Linked DNA regions of Canis lupus: region 1 is linked to region 2. The links are chromatin contacts, called in public Hi-C maps. All regions are on one chromosome and are shown on one strand. The core of a region is the stretch at or near the end of the contact, and the rest is flanking DNA. Distances in the headings are between cores, read along the strand shown. Region 1 holds the start of AIDA (axin interactor, dorsalization-associated protein). Region 2 overlaps MIA3 (transport and Golgi organization protein 1 homolog).

What was found. A called contact is a pair of places that touch in the nucleus more often than the background predicts.
Region 1: a Hi-C map of blood shows a contact between it and region 2, with 2.8 times the contacts expected there. The contact joins the promoter of AIDA here to the enhancer-like site in region 2. A contact is called at or near these places in 4 of 9 Hi-C or Micro-C datasets (amygdala, blood and skin fibroblasts).

What each region holds. Positions count from the first base shown.
Region 1 is chr38:17,664,398-17,669,015 of UU_Cfam_GSD_1.0, reverse strand. AIDA (axin interactor, dorsalization-associated protein) reads left to right here and starts at 1,818. Exons shown (of 10, transcript XM_038586208.1): 1 at 1,818-2,075. The coding sequence starts at 1,966. It overlaps BROX (BRO1 domain-containing protein BROX), which reads right to left and starts at 1,566. Exons shown (of 13, transcript XM_038586206.1): 1 at 1,412-1,566.
Region 2 is chr38:17,618,203-17,623,114 of UU_Cfam_GSD_1.0, reverse strand. It overlaps MIA3 (transport and Golgi organization protein 1 homolog), which reads right to left. Exons shown (of 28, transcript XM_038586204.1): 12 at 4,420-4,491; 13 at 4,142-4,246; 14 at 3,352-3,474; 15 at 3,154-3,265; 16 at 2,044-2,099; 17 at 1,863-1,953; 18 at 1,641-1,779. All of the region lies in intron 1 of LOC119868053 (a long non-coding RNA gene), which reads left to right. Among named protein-coding and RNA genes, the nearest start is that of MIA3, 46 kb to the right of the region's middle. Within about 2 kb of position 3,169, at least 2 of the 20 cell types and tissues checked have an H3K27ac peak or open chromatin away from gene starts, as enhancers often do. A contact at or near this core is called in blood, where this site is marked.

The DNA.
Region 1 (4,618 bases), core at 569-3,068, 47 kb before region 2:
CGTGTCACTTGCCTCCAAGTCCTTGGGTAGATAATGCAAACACAGGAAGGTCTAGCAGAACATGTAAATGTGGCCAGTAGATTCCGGGAAGTCAGAGACAAGAAATCCTGATAAGGTTTAATTTACTTAAAGGCATCATACAATGTTGTTGATGCACTTTTCTTGGGGGGGGGGGGGGGGGGCACACAACCGTAGGCTGCACGGTGTACGAAATACCTCCTCGAGCACCTCCCTGAGAATATTTATGTGGGAGAGCACCAGAGGGCCGATGCATTGTATACTCAACGAAAAACTGAGCGAGTTCACTTATGGCTCAAGACATTTAACAAGTTCTTTTAAGAATATTTACGATCTTCAGGGCAGCCCGGGCGGCTCCGCGGGTCAGCGCCGCCTTCGGCCCAGGGCGTGACCCTGGAGACCCGGGATCGAGTCCCACGTCGGGCTCCCTGCGTGGAGCCTGCTGCTCCCTCTGCCTGTGTCTCTCATGAATAAATAAATAAAATCTCAAAAAAAAAAAAAGAAGGAATATTTATAATCTTCTAAACATCCGTGTAAACCAGCTTTAGAAGTTAAATCAATACAGCTCTTTGTACGTGCACATCAACCAAGCCTTCCGGGGAGAATGGCACACCAGACTTGATTTCGTGACCGCAAACTCCCTACAAACACCCTTTCCAGGCGGATTTCCACTTCCTGGACGCGGCCGTGGGGATGTTTACTCCAGGAACCAAGAGGGCTTAAGAGCCGTACTCTCCGCCCGGACCCCACCTTGCCCCTTCCGAGACCTGCCATTCCCGTTTCCAGGAATTTCGCAGGGTGGGGACGACAGCGACACAGCCTCCCGCAGGGGCAAGGGTGCCCGCGGGGCCACCTCCCCGGCCTCCGATGACCGACGGGCTGAACGGGACCCCCGCTGGCGAGGCCCTGGCCCCCCAGGAACCTACCTGAGCGCCACCCCCGAGCTCCGAGCGCCCACTTCCGGTTTATCCCCCGCCTCTTCCGGCCGAGCCCCGACCCCCGGGGGCGGCGCGCGGCGATACTGCGCAGGCGCCAAGCCTCGGCGCCTCTGCTCCCACCAGGCATTTTCGTGGAAAGCCGATAGGTTCCGCCCGGGAGAGGCGGGCAGCCGACGGCGGACCCAGCCCCCCCCCCCACTTAGCTTTAGTATCCCCGCTGCCAGCGGAGACGCGGGCACGGGGATTCGGCGAACCTCACTGTTCATACGGTCGATTCGCGGCGCCGACATGCATTTTCTTTCAAGGCATTAAAAGCAGACTTTTTTTTTTGGACCACTCTCCGGGAGTCTATGGAGACTGCACAGGGGGGGCGGGCCCTGCCGCTCGGGGCTCCGGGGATAACGCCGGGGGGCGGGGGTGTTCCTGGGAAACGCCCATTCTCATGACAGACTTACCGGGTTTCTCGGGAGTCGGTGCGGCCGTCTTCCGGAGGGAAGAAAGGCAGGATCCGAGTCGGCGGACGAGAAGGGGAGGGAGGCCGAGCCCGAGCGGCCTGCGCCGAGCCGCGGTCACGTGGCCCGGGCCGCCATGACAGCTACCGAGGCGGCAGTGCGCGCCGCGGAGGGGCGGGGGCGCCCCGGGGTCGCGCCGTCCCTGCGCCCCGGCCCGGCTCCTCTTCCGCACTCTTCTCTGCGAGCTGCTGCAGCGTCTCCTCCGGGGAGGAGGAGCGGCACGCGGCGCGGCCCCGCGAGCCGGAGAGGGACGCCTCGGTAGCGATGGCGGCCCTCGCGGGAGCGGGGCGGGGCGGGGCGTCGGGGGCGGGGCCGCGGCGGGGCGGGCGCTTCGGAGCCGCAAAGTTTGGCTGCGGCTGCGAATGGGCTTGGGCGGCTCCTCGGCGGGTGGCGGCGGTGGCCGGAGCGGTGCGTCCTGGCCCTGCTGATGTCGGGGCCGGGCCCGGGGAGGATGGCGCCCTAGAGCCCGGGCTCGCGGGGACGGGCGGGCGCCGGCCATGTCGGAGGTGACCCGCAGTCTGCTGCAGCGCTGGGGCGCCAGCTTCAGGAGGGGCGCCGACTTCGACTCCTGGGGCCAGCTGGTGGAGGCGATAGACGAGTATCAGATGTGAGTGAGCGGGCGGGAGCGGGCCGGCGGGGTCGCTGCCCGGGGCGGGGCCCCCGCGGGCGCGGCCGAGCTGCCCTGCGGACGGCGGGCGCTGCCCGGGCTTCGCCCTCCCCCGCCGCCTCCCCCGCCGCGGGCCGGGTCCATTCAACAGGTGGCCCCTCCCTCCCGCCCTCGCAGGCCGCCCCTCGGGGGCCTGTGCCCCGGGTCCGCCCGGAGGGATGCTGGCGCGCTCCCCGCCCACGCTCCGCGGATGCGTGGCCCCCGCGCGGGCCGGTGCTCGCTGCTCCCGGGCGCGGGGGGTGTGGGGGGGCGCCCCGCCGGCCGGCGCTGGGGTTCCCGCCTCCCCCCCCCCCCCCCCCCCGCCCCGGCGCCCCTTCCCCGCCCCCCTCGTCCGGCCGAGCCGCGTCGTCGCAGCCCACCTCGACTCCCTTTCGGTTTCTGGGACTGTTATTTGCTCGGCCGAGTGTGTGGCTCCCACCCACCCCCTCGCTCTCGCTCTCGCTCTCGCTCTCGCTCGGTTGCTTTGGGTGGAGCCGGCGCAGGATGTGAACGGCGGAGAGCGGACGGGATCCGCAGACCGCGCGCGGGCCCCTGCTCCCGCGTCGCATGTCCGGCCGCGGGGGACCCTCTGGGTACCAGTTTCTTTGATCTTTGACCCGAGGTCCGATTGCTTGCAGCCTCGCTGGCTACGCCCCGCCACCCCGCCCCTCCCGAAAAAAAAAAGAAGAAAAATCTCCATGCTTACTTTCTCGCACCTTTTGCTGCAAATAAGAACTGCCTGCTGAAATGCAATCGGGGGCAAGCTGCTGCTGCTGCCGTTAAATTGCTTCTTGGTTGAGGTGTGACGGAGGTCAGCATCCTCTTGAGTGATACCTCCCCCCCACCTCCCCCTGCTCCAGTGTCTTCTGGAAATAATATGCGATGGAGACCTGGAACCTTTAAATTGGTTTTCCTTTCTCTACCGTAGCTACTTGTTTCCATTTGACCATTAAGATCACTTAAGCGTGCAGGAGTTTTGTACTCCACGGTGCTACTGACTTGTCGTTTCAGAGATGACTTTCTGAAGTCATCCCGGGCCCCCCCCCCCCCCCCCAAAAGCCGAGCTCTGGGCCCCATGCTGCCAGGTGTAGTAACAAGTACTAGCGTTGGTCTTGCATCTTCATGTGATCTCACTCGCTTCTGCAACTACTTAGAAAATGAGTCTCATTTTGCAAAATGAGGAAACTGAAGCTCAGGTTAAACGGATTAACGGGGGCAGGAGGGGGGGTCCTAAAACTACAGGACCTGAAATCGGGATTTTTTTTTTTTTTTTACTCCAAATCCTGACTGCTCCCTTAATGCTTAAGACACTTTTTATTTTTTTAAGATTTTATTTATTTATTAGAGAGAGAGGCAGAGGGAGAAGCAGGCTTCATGCAGGGAGCCCCACAGGGGACTCGATCCGGGGTCTCCAGGATCATGCCCTGGGCTGAAGGGGCTAAACCGCTGAGCCACCGGGGCCGCCCTTAAGACACTTGATTTAAGGTGCTTGGGTAAGTGAATTGGACAAATGAGGTTTCCTTCGTTACCAGGGAACTGCCTTAACCATCCCTTAGCCAGCTGGTGAGCACCTGTGTATGCTCATTCCGCATGTGAACTAGAATCGCATACCCCGAAATGTAAAGCTGCCTTCACTTGCGATGCGGTGGGACCTAGCAGCTGTTGGCAGTCCGCAGCAGACTTCACAATGGAAAGTGAAGAATACCGTGTCCAATTGAAATTACAAAGGAAAATTGAGTGTGCAAGATGTTTAGCTGGAATTTCTAGAAACATCTCAATGAGAGTAATAGTCACATGCAAATCTATTGTTGGACCACAGTACTGACCTTTGAACTTCACCATTCAGAGTGGTTCTCAGATTTTAAAAAACGCCAGTGTCAAATCTGAGGAGTAAGAATTGGCTTTAAATTTTGTAAACACGTAGGCTACATATAAAGCGAGGTTGGATTTAAAATTAACATATTCAAAAGTGAAGGCAAATCGTCTTTTTAATTTCAGTTATCTGTTTGGGAAGAAAGGCTGCAGAAAAGAAGGCCATTTGGGGGCAACTAAGGCATGTAGAAAAGAATGGACAGTAGTGACCGAACGTTGAGAGTGAAGGAGGAAGAAGTCTAAGATAATTGGCGTTTCTAATGGGGTAGGCCGCAGGACTTTATAGTCCTGCAACAGCAAATTTATAGGAGAAGGGATGTCGGGGAGGAAATAAGCATGTTTATACCATCACAGTGTAAGAATACTATAGCTTAAACAATGTCACCATTCAACAAGTGAGAGCAGGGAATATAAAGATGATGAATATTTGATTCCCACCCTCAAAGCCCTGAGAGTCTAATGGAGGATTTTAAAGTTTTGCTTTAAAGGTTTTGCTGTTATGGAAGTATGAAGAGAGTATGTGCTACCACACACTACATACTGTTTCCAGGAGCGTGCTTCTCCCTTAGGGCTTTTGTACTTTTTCTGGAAGATTCTTCTCTATCTGCTTGGCTCACTTGGTCACCTCCTTC
Region 2 (4,912 bases), core at 1,920-4,419:
AGAACTGTGTTTGGTGTGGCTGCAGGTCAGAAAGCTGGTATCGGAAGCTGCCTGCGGAAATGCATCTGAAGAGGCATCTCCAAACAACTAAGGGGAAGTGTCCTACCTGCCTGTGCAAGAGTCTGGAATTGATCCAGAAGAGAACGGAGCACTCTTGATAGATTTTAAGCCCAGGAGGCCATTGCAGAGACTTGCATTTTAAATAAGTTCACTCTAGGCTGAGAGGGAACTGATGACAGCCTGGAAGAGGGGGTATGAGAAAGGGAAAGTGGAGAGAGGTGACCAGTCACGGACTAGCAGGAAAGAGGATATGGGTCCAAACTAACACAGGCTTTGGGGATGGAGAGCAGGGTACAAACCAGACAAGGTGACTCAGCGCATGCTGGATGAACTGAATGAAACAGTGCCATGATGACTATCATAAGAATTACCATTTAGGAAATGAAGATTACTATTGGTGGCAAAGAAATGCTCTTTAAAAAAAAAAAAAAAAGTAATGGGGTCGGGGAGCCTGGGTGGCTCAGTTGGTTAAGTATTTGCCTTTGGCTCAGGTCATGATCTCAGGGTCCTGGGATTGAGCCCTATATGAGGCTCTCTGCTCAGAAAGGAGTCTGTTTCTCCCTCTCACTCTCCCTTTGTGCTTTCTCTCTCTCAAATAAATAAAATCTTTAAAGAATAAAAAAATTCAAAAAATTTTAATAAAGTTATGAAATTAGAAATATTTCTCTGAAATAGGCCAAGTATTTATAACTGGCCTGAACGAAATCTGGAAAATCTAAACTGACTGCATGGTGAGCAAAGGATCAGAGAAAACATTAGTGGTATGCTTTCGATGTTTCGTGGCATCAAGTAATAGCCTGAGCACTTAAAAAAGATTAACTTTGCTCAGCAGGATAAGCCTTCTCAAAGGCTGAGGTAGATATATGCCAGAGTAAAGAACAAGACCAATCATGAACAGCCACTGCCACTGCCAACCTATTTGTAGAGAATTCAGATATTTTGGTGGAGAAAAAAAACTTAGAACTATAAAAGTGCATCTTTAAAAACATACACCTAACTTCAAATTTGAGATGTAGATTTCAGAAAATTAATACCTAAATATACATACTAAACAGGCATGTCTATATTTAAAACTCCAAATATCCTCACCATGATTACAGTATGTAACATTTAATCTGAGAATCTAACTAAAGGTCCAAAATTTAGGATATCTCCAAATTACTGAATATTCCATTTGGAGTATTTATTCTATTAAACATCATGTCTTACAAACCACTCCGATTCTGAAAAGCTGGATCAAGGAGTATTAGAACACATAGGATGATCAAGAAGGAAAGTGAAGTATGCCATGGAGCCACGAAATGAAGTGGATCCTCAAGGAGCACGTCTCGGTGGTAATCATTCACACCAGTAAACCACTACTTGCCAAACAAAGTACAGGCAACAATTTCTGACAACTGATTCCAATGGAAAGAAAAATGCAAATTATGGGAAACAAGAAAGGAAGAAAGACAAACTTCTACAAATTGCAGACAGAAAAAACCCTACAAATAATCTTTTAAAAAGACAAAATTCTGTCCAACAGTTCACACATTCACTTACACGGCAAGACTGCTAATGACGAAACATGAACATCTTACTTTTGCAGAGCCATTTCCTTCTGTTGATAGAGTTCGTTCAGAATCTCCACTTTTTGCCTCAGGGTTTTGCATTCGTCCTCCAGGCCGGCTTTGGCAGACTGCAGTGAATCACGGTCATCTTCTAATTTCTTTATTTGGTCTGTAAAGGATAAAACAGTTGAGCAGTGTGTGCTAGTCTGCAAAGGGTAAGAATCAGCACTTTCTTTTCAGGAAGCAGCCTACCTTCCAGGTTGCATTTAGTAGACATTGAGGCTCTAAGCTTAATCTGCAGAAGTTTTAGATCCTCTTCAACTACCGATATTGCAGTTTGTGTCTAAAAATTCCGAAAGAGAGAACTATCCTTACAAAGGAGGCACGATGAGCATTCACAGGCACTTAGGGTACTCCACAAAAAAGATCATACCCGAGAAATGTCCATCATCTGCTTAATCTGATTTTTCATTTTCTCACTCCGGTCACCTAAAATACAAAAGACTTTAATTGCATTTTCCTCTTTTGCTTTTTAACTCTATTTTCTTGATTTCCTCCAAACTAAACAACTGCCATGTTCAAACATTCAAAGGAAAAACAAATCAACCAGGAAAAGTAATTAAGCTCCGTGACTTTTCAGAGAATTGCAAACTTAGATTCAAAAAGTGAATTCCCAGTTTATATAAGAAAAATGCCATCTGTGCCATTCTCAAACAAGAAAGGATGTGTGAACTAAGGCTCTTTCTTCTCCCTCAGATCTACATACCCCTGGTCAGGTATCTCATATAGAAAGACTTAATCTTCTGCTCATCCCTTAAATCTGCTACCAGGTGTGGCTGAAAATGCCCATTGTGCAAGGAATGTCCAATTTGGAACAGTGTCCAGAAACAGGTCCCTTATCAGTAAACACTGCTACCCTTTAGCTCCACTCTCACGGCCCTAGTGTATGGCCCCCAGCACTTCAGTCCTCTTGAAATTGGTTGTAGGCTCTATAACTGCAGAGCTACAGAGATGATGACAACCAAATTCAACTGTCATCCCCACAGCACTGAGGGAGAAATAAATTTCTTCTACTGAACCGTGTTTACACTTAGAGGTATAAGTCACAACTATGCCGGTCCCAGCTCCAGTACATACACACACAAGCAGTCCTCGGTGGGATGGAAAAGCAGAGTCCACATTCATTGCACACCCACTGCTATGTCACAGCCCTGCAACCCACCTCTGTCCAGTGCATACAGATAAACACCTACAGCTCTAACACTTAAAAGGAAGTTAGTCAGGGGCACCTGGGTGGCTCAGTCATTTTAAGTGCCCAGCTCGTGACTTCAGTTCAGGTCATAATCTCGGGGCCTTGAGATCAAGCCCTGCCTCGGGCTCCTTGCTCAATGGGGAGTCTGCCCCTCCCCCTGCTCGTTCTCTCTCTCTCTCTCTCTAAAATAAATAGATTTTTTTAAAGAGGAAGTTAGTCCAAAGAGGAGCATCAGTGTACTTAAAGACAGGAACACAAAAAGAGGTCCAACCTCCCTGAAACTGAACTTACCTCCTACTTCTCCATTTGCTAACTCATCTAACTCACTTCCTCCTTTACTCTGATCCTCAGATTCAGATTCACAATCTAACCGATTCAACTGGGTAATGCAATTAGTCAAAGCCTAGAAAAGATGCAAAAGGGTATTAGAAAGAGCTTCTCAAGCAGATTTCAGGAGAATTAAGTATGTATTCAAGCGAATGAACTTACATTAATATTATCATCTTTGTGAGTAAGAGCTACTTCCAAATTTTTCTGAGATGTCTCAAATGATTTGATTTGCTCACTGAGCTCAGCGTGTGATTTGCTCCAATCTTTGATTTCTTGCTGCAACTAAAAAAACACATGAATTTCCAATAGGGCTTTTGCACTGAACATTTCAGGGCCAAGTGAATAAGACCGGGAAACAGGGAGTCATGCTACACTTTGACCTGTCATTATGGACTGAAGCCTTGGTGAAGGGACAGGGGAGAGTGGCCCCGATCCTAAGAACTGCAGTAAGAATACAACAACTCTCAAGGAAGTCCATCCAGTTTACTGTATCCTTCAGAAAATTGCAGCCAATTCAAATAATTCACTTCAATAGGGACAAAGGAGCACATCTCACTATCTCCCATGTCCACACTGCAGGTCATGTAACCTTACTTTGGTTGGTGAACAGTAATTACTCAAAGGAGGGTTATAAATACCAAATTCTTTGGTCAAAAGCAAATCATCTTACTGACACTATTCAAATGAATAACTGGTTGGTATTTGATAAGACAAAGACTACATTACATTCTGATAGCTATAAGAAATTATAGAAAAGATCTTAATTCAGAACAGATGGAGAATATATACATGCACTCAATTTTGGGAGTTTAAAACTTTGCACATCTAAGAATAGAATTCTGCATACATATTTCATTTCCTTAAAAACAGATCTGAGAAAAGATACTCAAGAAGTAATGATACTCAGGTCCCCTAATTCACACAATCTAGGACGTTAACTTTTCTTTACCTGTTCCTTCTTCTTCTTAAGCCTAGCATTTTCTTCTTGAACTCGATGGCATTCAGACTTCACCTTCTCTTCACTAAGTTTAGCTTCATTAAGGGCAATTTGAACCTAATGCAAAACACTCCTATTAGTGAATAAATTCTAAAGGAAGGGTATTACACCTTCCCAACTAGAAACATACAGTTTTCATTTATTGCATATTCTAGCACAGATCAAATGTTTGCTCTTCAACAAAACTATTAAACCTATGAACATCTTGCAGAAATTATAGGCAGCTTTACCTCTGAAAATTCTGAGGCATTCACTGAAATAACATCTTTCAGCTTCTCTATAGATTTCTTGTTTTCCAGTATCTGCCATTTGGAAGAACACAAAAAAATGTATGAGGATTTTAGTAGAAACAGTGGGATATGTTGTGCTAAAAAGATGAAACATTATCCCAGAGCCATCCTCTACATATCAGGTAAAAGCAGATGATTCAGTTTTAGCCAAGGAGAAAAGTCAAGAATATAATAAAGAGATAAGGAAAGAAGAAAATAATTGGAGCTCTGTTACATGCTATCCACAGCCTTTCCGGCTATGAGATAATGTGGTAGGTGACCAGACAAAAAGGTGAAAGAAAAAAAGAAAAAAAAGAAAGAAGAAAAAAAAAATCAAGTAATCTAGTTCAAATCATGGTTTCTCCTATTGGTATAGAAAAAAAAATCCCCAAAGTGACTTTAAAAATTCTCTTGCCTGAAACTAAGAATGGTGGGACTTGAGGCAGAATAGAAA